2 separate regions of the Sus scrofa genome follow, and region 2 is linked to region 1. A link is a contact called in public Hi-C data. All regions are on one chromosome and are shown on one strand. The core of a region is the stretch at or near the end of the contact, and the rest is flanking DNA. Distances in the headings are between cores, read along the strand shown. Region 1 holds the start of TBL1XR1 (F-box-like/WD repeat-containing protein TBL1XR1). Region 2 overlaps LOC106505748 (a long non-coding RNA gene).

Region 1 (3,721 bases), core at 914-3,413:
ATGAGCTAAGCCAATACATTTGTTTCATTGTGTGGCTCAGATAATGAACCTTAGTTTTACTGAGATAGCTTACTAATTGAAGAGGATTATGCTTAGTGACTTACATATGTAATTAATCAGTGCTTAAATATATTGAAGGAAGATACAATGTTTTATTGGTTCTGGAAAGTCTTTGAAAAGGTGCTAGTTCTGCAGTAAATAAGCCTGAGCTTTAGAATCTTACTGAAAGGTAAGACTCACCCTCTTTGTGCTGTTTCCCTGAACACTCAACAGTGTTTTGGAAACCTGCAGTTATCTAAATTCCCATCAGGTGACATTGTTTAATCTGACATTCCCTCTTTCAAATATGAAAACAGCTCTAAGGACAAACCACCAAGATGCTTTGAACTCTCTTTCTGGTGCTTGGGAGGAGGTTTCCAATCTCACTCCCTTTCCTCTGATGATTTTCCTTGCCACCCCACCATCCCAATACATGGCTTGAAAGGGCCTCTGGCTTCTCCCCACCCTCTTTCAAGGGCTCATCAAAAAAAAAAAAAAAAAAAAAAAAAAAAAAAAAAAAAAAAAAAAAAAAAAAAAGGGCTCATCAGGGGCAGGAGCCTTTGACTTTGCTCAAAAAAAAAACACCTGTCTCATCACTGAGCTTATTAGGCCACCCAGAGTCCAGATGTGTAAAAGTTACTTGGAATGAACTTTTTTTTTAAGTATGAAAATTTAGGTCTCTGATACTGAGAGAAAAAGACTATTGCTTTAAAATAATGACTACACCAATTTCCAAATATTGTGATTAAAGTACGAAAACAGAACACCTCACCTAAAAAGGCTGTGAAAATGTTATTTTACTTTAAAGACAGGAATAACCGAAAGTAACAATAAAAAGGTTTCTTCTAGGCCTAATCTTAAGAGTAAGCTGCTTGTTATACACTAGGCTCATACAAAGGTCTTAGAAGACCCCAAGCCCTGATTTTGAGGACTTTAGAAAGATAAACGCATTTGTTTAAAAAAAAAAATGTGGCTTGCTTCCCTTTTTTTAAATAACCCCTTGCATTCCCTTTCTCATATTGTCACATCATCACTCATCTAAGTTACACTGTATAAACCGCCTTGATATGCTACACACATGCAAAAGTACACAAAGTGGATAAACTTGTACTGCCGATGCTGCCTTAGAAGTATGTATTTAGTAAACATTTAGTTACATTATTTTATTTTTGTGAAAAGCGAATTGATCGACCAAACCTTTCAAACAGACCCACCAGACGATAAATACCACCATATGTTTAATTCACTGTACATTTGGGCATAAACACTTCAATTACAGCTTTGTGTTTAGTATCAAAACCCTTTTCTTGTGTGCGTGTTTTCTGTACAGTTCCTGTGCTCTGGATTACATTTTGAGAATCGCTTATTACAGATAAAGCACCTTTCCAGGTACGCTTCCGAGAAACATATGTATTTATGCACACAAAGGTGCGTGCAGATCTTCTCACAAACACATGTCCATATGATGCCTGCGCCGTACTCTCCGCACACGCTCCCTGCGTGCGTTATGGCCCACCTGCCGCACCGCGCCGTCCGGGTGCCCGGGGGCCACGCCGGCCTACCCAGGAAAGTTTACCAGCAATGCCCCCCTCGCGACGGCGCGAGCATCCCCGCCCCCACAGGGCCTTGAGCCGCGCGGCCAACACCCAGGCCTCTCCGCACCCGGCCGCGCGCCGCGGTGGGGGCGGGGCGGTCCGGGCCCGGTGGCGCCTCGGGGCGCCTGCGGGTCTTTCTTTCTTTTTAAAAGGCTGCGCCGAACCCGCCCAGCCCCCCCAGCGCCACCGCCCCGGGCGGGCGGGGAGAGGAGCGGGGCCAGCAGAGGCCCCCCTAGCCGCGCCGCCACCGCCTCCCCGCGTCCGCGGCGCCCCTCCCCCGCCGGCCCCTCCCCGCGCGCCCGCCCGGCGCAGGCCGCTCGGGTTTGTTTTGCTGCGCGGCCGCCGCCGCCGCCGCCGCCGCCGCCGCCGCGGGCCTCGCGAGCTCATTTGTGCCTGGCTGGTCCCCATTCCTCTCTCCCCAGTGTTGAGTGTCTGAGCCGTTGGCTGCTCCGAACCGTTTGGCTCTTTCCCTTAGTAACAGCTTTTACCTTCTGCCTCAATTCCTCTCCCCGCTCGCGCCCTTCCCCCGCGCGCCGCCTCCCCCCGCCGCCGGCCGCGTGCGCCCCCGCCCCTCCCCCCGCGGCGGGAGCACCTCCGCTCGCCACCTGGGGACCCGCGCCGCGCTCCCCGCCCCCGCCCGCCCGGCGCCCATCCCCCGCGCCCTCCGCTTGCCGGGGTTATAATTGCCTCTCACCCCCCGGAGGGGTTATTTTGGGGGTGGTTGGAGGCGGCGGCGGCGGCGACGAGGGGAATTTCCTTGTGCCTCCATTCCCGGGAGGGGGGAGCGCGTCGGAGGCCACCGTTTCCAGGTAAGCGCCGGGGGCCGGACCCCGGGGTGGGGGCTGCGGGCCGGGGCGGGGGGCGCGGGCGGAGGTAGTTCGGGGGCGCCGGCCGGCGGGGGGATGGGCTCAAGTGGAACGTGCATTTTCAACTTGGCCCTTCGGGGAGCTGGGGGTTTGGTGGGGGAGGGAGAGAAAGGAAAGGCATTTAGGGTGCCCCATCCCCCCTTTTAGCTCTCTCAGGCTTCTTTGAAATGCTCACGTGCCTGCCCACCCCCTACCCTTTCCTGGTCCCGGGGGATCCTCACCCTTATTATGCTGTTGTCCCCGAAAATGTGCACCTCGGCCTTCTCCCCATCTTCCACCCTTCATCCGTTTACACCCCCTTTGTGTGTGAGTGTGTGTGTGTGTGTGTGTGTGTGTGTGTGTGTGTTGTATAGGGGGAGGCTTTCAGGAAGGAATGTGCAGCAAATTGAATCAAGGAGCCATCATGAGGCCGACTCCTTTATAGCCTATTTTTAGCAGGGGAGAGGGATCTCTACTGTGCGTGTTATTTTGTTAAACCTTAGGCAGCAATGGAAATCCGCTCCCCTCCCCCGGCGCGGCCCGGGCCCAGGCGCGGCGACCCCGGCCGGCGTGCGGGGGGCTGCGGGTGGCTGTTAGGGCCGTGCGTCCCGGGCGGGGGCGCGGGCGGGGGAGGGGCGCGCGGCGGCGGGGCCGCACTCCTGGACGTGTTTGTTTGTAACTTAGTGCTTTTTATCGTCTGGAGAAGATATTTGATAGAGCCACTTTGAAGTTGGGTTCAGAAGTGTAGAATTGGCAAAGTTATTGCCAGCTTCCTGGTAAGTTTTGGGTGGCTCAGAGTCACATTATTTTCTGACAGTGTAAAGGCCACGTTGTGAGGGTGGTTTCTTGGTAACTTCCTCTTTGCAACCGATGTCATTTTTTGAACAGAAACAGACTTTTATTTAAGTGAAATATTAATCTGAAATGGCAGTTCAAGGGAAGCCATGCATGTGTTAACGTGTTCAGTATTTTTGGAAGTTCCTAATTTGCTCAAACAGGCATCACTTTGCAGTGGCAACCGAGAATAAATTTAGGTTTGTGAAAATGGTGTTTCACGTGAAATTTTGGTTGTAATGGCTCTTAAAAAACCCTCCCGTTTTTAGGTTATCTAATAACATTGTCGAAAATAATTTGGTGATTAAAATTTACAAAAGTGTTGGAACCTAGTTTAAAACTTGCTCTTTCTCAGTGTCCGGAGTTTACTTAAAACCGTGTACTGTGCAGGCACCAAGGTGAAGAGTT
Region 2 (3,721 bases), core at 608-3,107, 470 kb before region 1:
GGCCTGGAAACTGGAAAATCTTTTCCAGGGATATGGGGAAGATAAGCCTATTTGGATGAAAAAGAGCAGAGAAGAGAAGAAAGAAACAGGAAAAGCTGACTGTCACACTGAAAATGTAATCATCATTTACCCAGTGGTGAACCATTCAATGTCATGGAAAGAAAGGCAGTGGCATCATGGAGATGCTGAGTAAGGGTATTAACTAATATAAGAGGAAGATATTTGGTTCTGTGGAGAAAGATAACATCCAATTTATGTTTATCTAATCACCACTCCTCCCCTTTCCTCTCATGCCATCCATATTCCTAGGATGATTGTCACCTGAAAATCTTGGGAAGGGGAAGAATTCTGTGAGCCTTTTGGACTAGGGCTGCTGCCATCCTCAGCACCTCCCTTTATCTTTGAGAGTCTCAGTTGCATTGACAAAGGGACAGTGACAGTTAATTAGAGGAAAAGTTAATTAGAATCTAGATCTTCTAAAATTTCTCCCTACCTTCAGCATTCCTCAAGTTCCTAAAAGTGCTGCTTAGAGGAAAAGGCTTGCACTGAGGCAGAACTTTGTGGCTGTGAAAGTAATCCCAAGATGATACACAGAGAAGGAAGTGACTTGTAATTACAGGAACACTTGGTATTTTTGTTTACAATGTTTTGCCATTTGGAGGTGACTCTAGATGTTAGGTACAAAAGGTCCTCAGAGCTGCCTGATTATTCATCTGCCTCAGTGAAAAAGACACAAAGCTGGGTAAGAGAACAAGGCTAAGTAAATCTCCCTTCTGCACCTAAGGACCAATTTCAGCAGCCAATGGTGCCTTTAATTTAAGCCACAGCTCTTTTTAACCCAAGGTTTTCTTTAAAAGCTCTCTCCTATGAGCAAATTGACATTTGATGCACAAAGGCAAGTGTGATGAATGACATGCAAGAAAGACCACTGTAGATTTTTTTGGTTTTGGTTTTGATTTTTCAGTTTTCTTTCTAAATATGTGTAAGGAAAATATGGCCACATATATAATCCCCTGAAGGGCTCTTTCTTTTGCACTTGAACAATTAATGCAACCACTTACGAAAGAATAGACGATGCATCCCTAGGCATCCATTTTGTCACATCCTGGAGCCAAAATTCATATCAGAATAGATAGAAGGAAAAAGAATAGCTATAGCATAAGCACATACAATGGGTAGGGGAATCTAATTAATATGGATCTTTCATGAAATAAAATGAGCTTAACTTCTGGAATCAGACAAATCTTGGGTCTAATCTGCACTTCAAACTTACAGCTGAAGGTCTCTGAAGTGCACTTTCCTCATCTCTAAAATGAGAGTAATAATACCTGCTGCTTATGGTCATTGTGGGGACAAAAGGAGTTTATGTGCAGAAAGCTTAGCCCAATGTTTTGCCCTCAGTATGCATTCTATGAAAAAGAATTGTGCTGGCAGAGACTTACAAGGCTTTTCCCTAAACAAGGTTAATATTGGGGTGTGAAGGGTAGAAATAATAGTGGTTGCCACGAAACCAGCTACCACATAGCCAGACTTATTTGCCTGTCTCTCCCTATAGTAAAATTTTGTTCTGGCACCAAACAAAATGAATTGTTGTATACTGAGATGAGTGCAAATCCAGCATCTATTATTGGTATCTTTCTTAATGTTTTCAACACCATTTAAAAAAAAAAAAAAAAAAAAAAAAAAGCAGACCAACCAGCCAGTTGGAGACCATTCAACACTAAATAAACATTTGGAATGGGGCCATGCCTTTTGCAAAATTACAATCTGCTTAAAATAGATGGCCTCGGAGGTCGGTTTCAAATATACGCTATTGGATGTCCATGTTTGTTTACTTCTGTCCAAAGGCAACTTGGGGGCAAGCAACTCAGACAGCTGCTTTGGGAATTAGACAAACACTGCTGTTCCTTGAACAAGATGTGCTGCACCACTAATTCTATTTTAAAAAGGCCTCCATTTACCATTGTCGGAGAAGGTAAGGGCCTCCAAACAAGGCTTACAAATGCCATTTAGGGTGGGAAATGGAAATGGAGGTAAGAGGAGGGCTCTGCTTGCATTTATGATCTGGTCTTTTGGATTTCTAATTGAACCTATCCCTGGAAAGATTTCTTGATTTTCCAATAGATAGATAAGATAGAGATAGATAGATAGATAGACAGACAGAGAGACCAATCAACCAACTGGCCTAAAACCTTTTTGAAATGCTAAATACCTTTCAAAAGTTGAATAGTTTTCATAAAGTACTATTTAGGTCAAATAAATCAGGAAAATGTGGACTAAATACTTCCATTTAATTAATGCACATGTTGAAAATAAATGTGTTTTGGCAAAACTTTCTTGGATTTCCAAAATATAAAAACACTTAAAAATTAGTTATAGATGTTAGATATCCATCCCTTTTCATCTCAAATAAAACAACAATAATAATAATGGTATCAGATACACTTCTATGAGCGGAAAAAAAAAAAACATTTTTAAATTGCCAACAGCAGAATTTCCAGACATTAAAGGACTAGTAATTTGACCACTGAAACATTTTATAAAAATCATTAACATCAGCTATATTCTATAAACTATTCTCAAATTTTCCATTGATCCATCTTAAAATAAGGAAGAAAAGATCTGACTCTAGCAGGTAAGAATTTCCATTTTCCAGTACTTTCAGAATATTTTATTTGAGGACAAATACCAATTCTTCTGAGAAGTCTGCTTTGACTACCTTAGCCTACACTGATTTTCTGCTTTACTGAATTTTTATAGACTATAAGTCAGTCCACTTCATTCGGGAGCTAATTATCCACAGCTTATGCTTTTGCTCGATTGTTTCACATGTATTTGTTTTGTTTCCCAGCTAGATGATAAGCATTCTGAAAACAGTGAACATACCTTATATTTGTTCTGTACCTACTGGACCCCTGTTCAGTGCTGAGTACATAGAAAGTCTTTAGTAAATACTCACTGAATGAAAAAAAATTTTTGTGATTGCCACAGTTTGAAGTGGAGTGTTTCTTATGTGAACTATTACTTCATTTAATGCTATTCAGCATGTAGGTATATTAAAAGTCACGTGGTTGTACATTAGTGTTATCTGAGATGTTTTTAAAACATTCTTATGCCCCATGCTAGATGCTAGATTTAAAAAGAGAGGGGAAAGAATCATGCCCTTGCCGTCAAGGAGATTACAAATCTAGGGCCAAAGGCATAGATAGCAGATCATAGTAAATAAATATGATTAATAAATACTTCAGATATACAGGTTATACTTTAATTCATCATTTTGTAGCCTCTTCAGTTACCATTAATTTCTGAGGATATACTATAGCGATGTTGATTTGACCTGTGTACTCCCCAAGCCTTCTCTAATAACTTACTTCCCAACCATTCTCTAATGGGGTTATTTTTAAGGATGACTAAATTAATCTGTTGTGTGCTTGATCTGATTATTTTTGCTTACAGAAGAGAGTTCTATTTGCAAGTTCTAGGGAAAAATAACACATGAGAAGTAGCTTTGTGTATAATGAACATGAACAGTATATAATTATTACTACATATTATGACAAAGATAAAATAATAAGGACCAAGTGTATCCTTCCACTTAAAACTCTGGAAAGACTAGTTCCCGAGATGTTGGACATCAAGCAAAGAAGGATAATGATCCTGAAACCTGGGGAGCAAAGAAGGTAAGAACTATGAGTGCCCCAACTTACACTTTAGAGAAAGA

What was found. A called contact is a pair of places that touch in the nucleus more often than the background predicts.
Region 2: a Hi-C map of skeletal muscle shows a contact between it and region 1, with 4 times the contacts expected there. The contact joins the enhancer-like site here to the promoter of TBL1XR1 in region 1. A contact is called at or near these places in 1 of 5 promoter capture datasets (liver), 2 of 47 Hi-C or Micro-C datasets (psoas muscle and skeletal muscle) and 2 of 2 datasets of contacts at active chromatin or transcription factors (alveolar macrophages and skeletal muscle).

Annotation. Positions count from the first base shown.
Region 1 is chr13:115,486,670-115,490,390 of Sscrofa11.1, reverse strand. It overlaps TBL1XR1 (F-box-like/WD repeat-containing protein TBL1XR1), which reads left to right and starts at 2,163. Exons shown (of 16, transcript XM_021071196.1): 1 at 2,163-2,443. LOC106505748 (a long non-coding RNA gene) reads right to left here and starts at 2,829. Exons shown (of 8, transcript XR_002338112.1): 1 at 2,722-2,829.
Region 2 is chr13:115,953,342-115,957,062 of Sscrofa11.1, reverse strand. The region is part of intron 2 of LOC106505748 (a long non-coding RNA gene); the gene reads right to left. Among named protein-coding and RNA genes, the nearest start is that of TBL1XR1, 470 kb to the right of the region's middle. Within about 2 kb of position 1,857, at least 1 of the 83 cell types and tissues checked has an H3K27ac peak or open chromatin away from gene starts, as enhancers often do. A contact at or near this core is called in skeletal muscle, where this site is marked.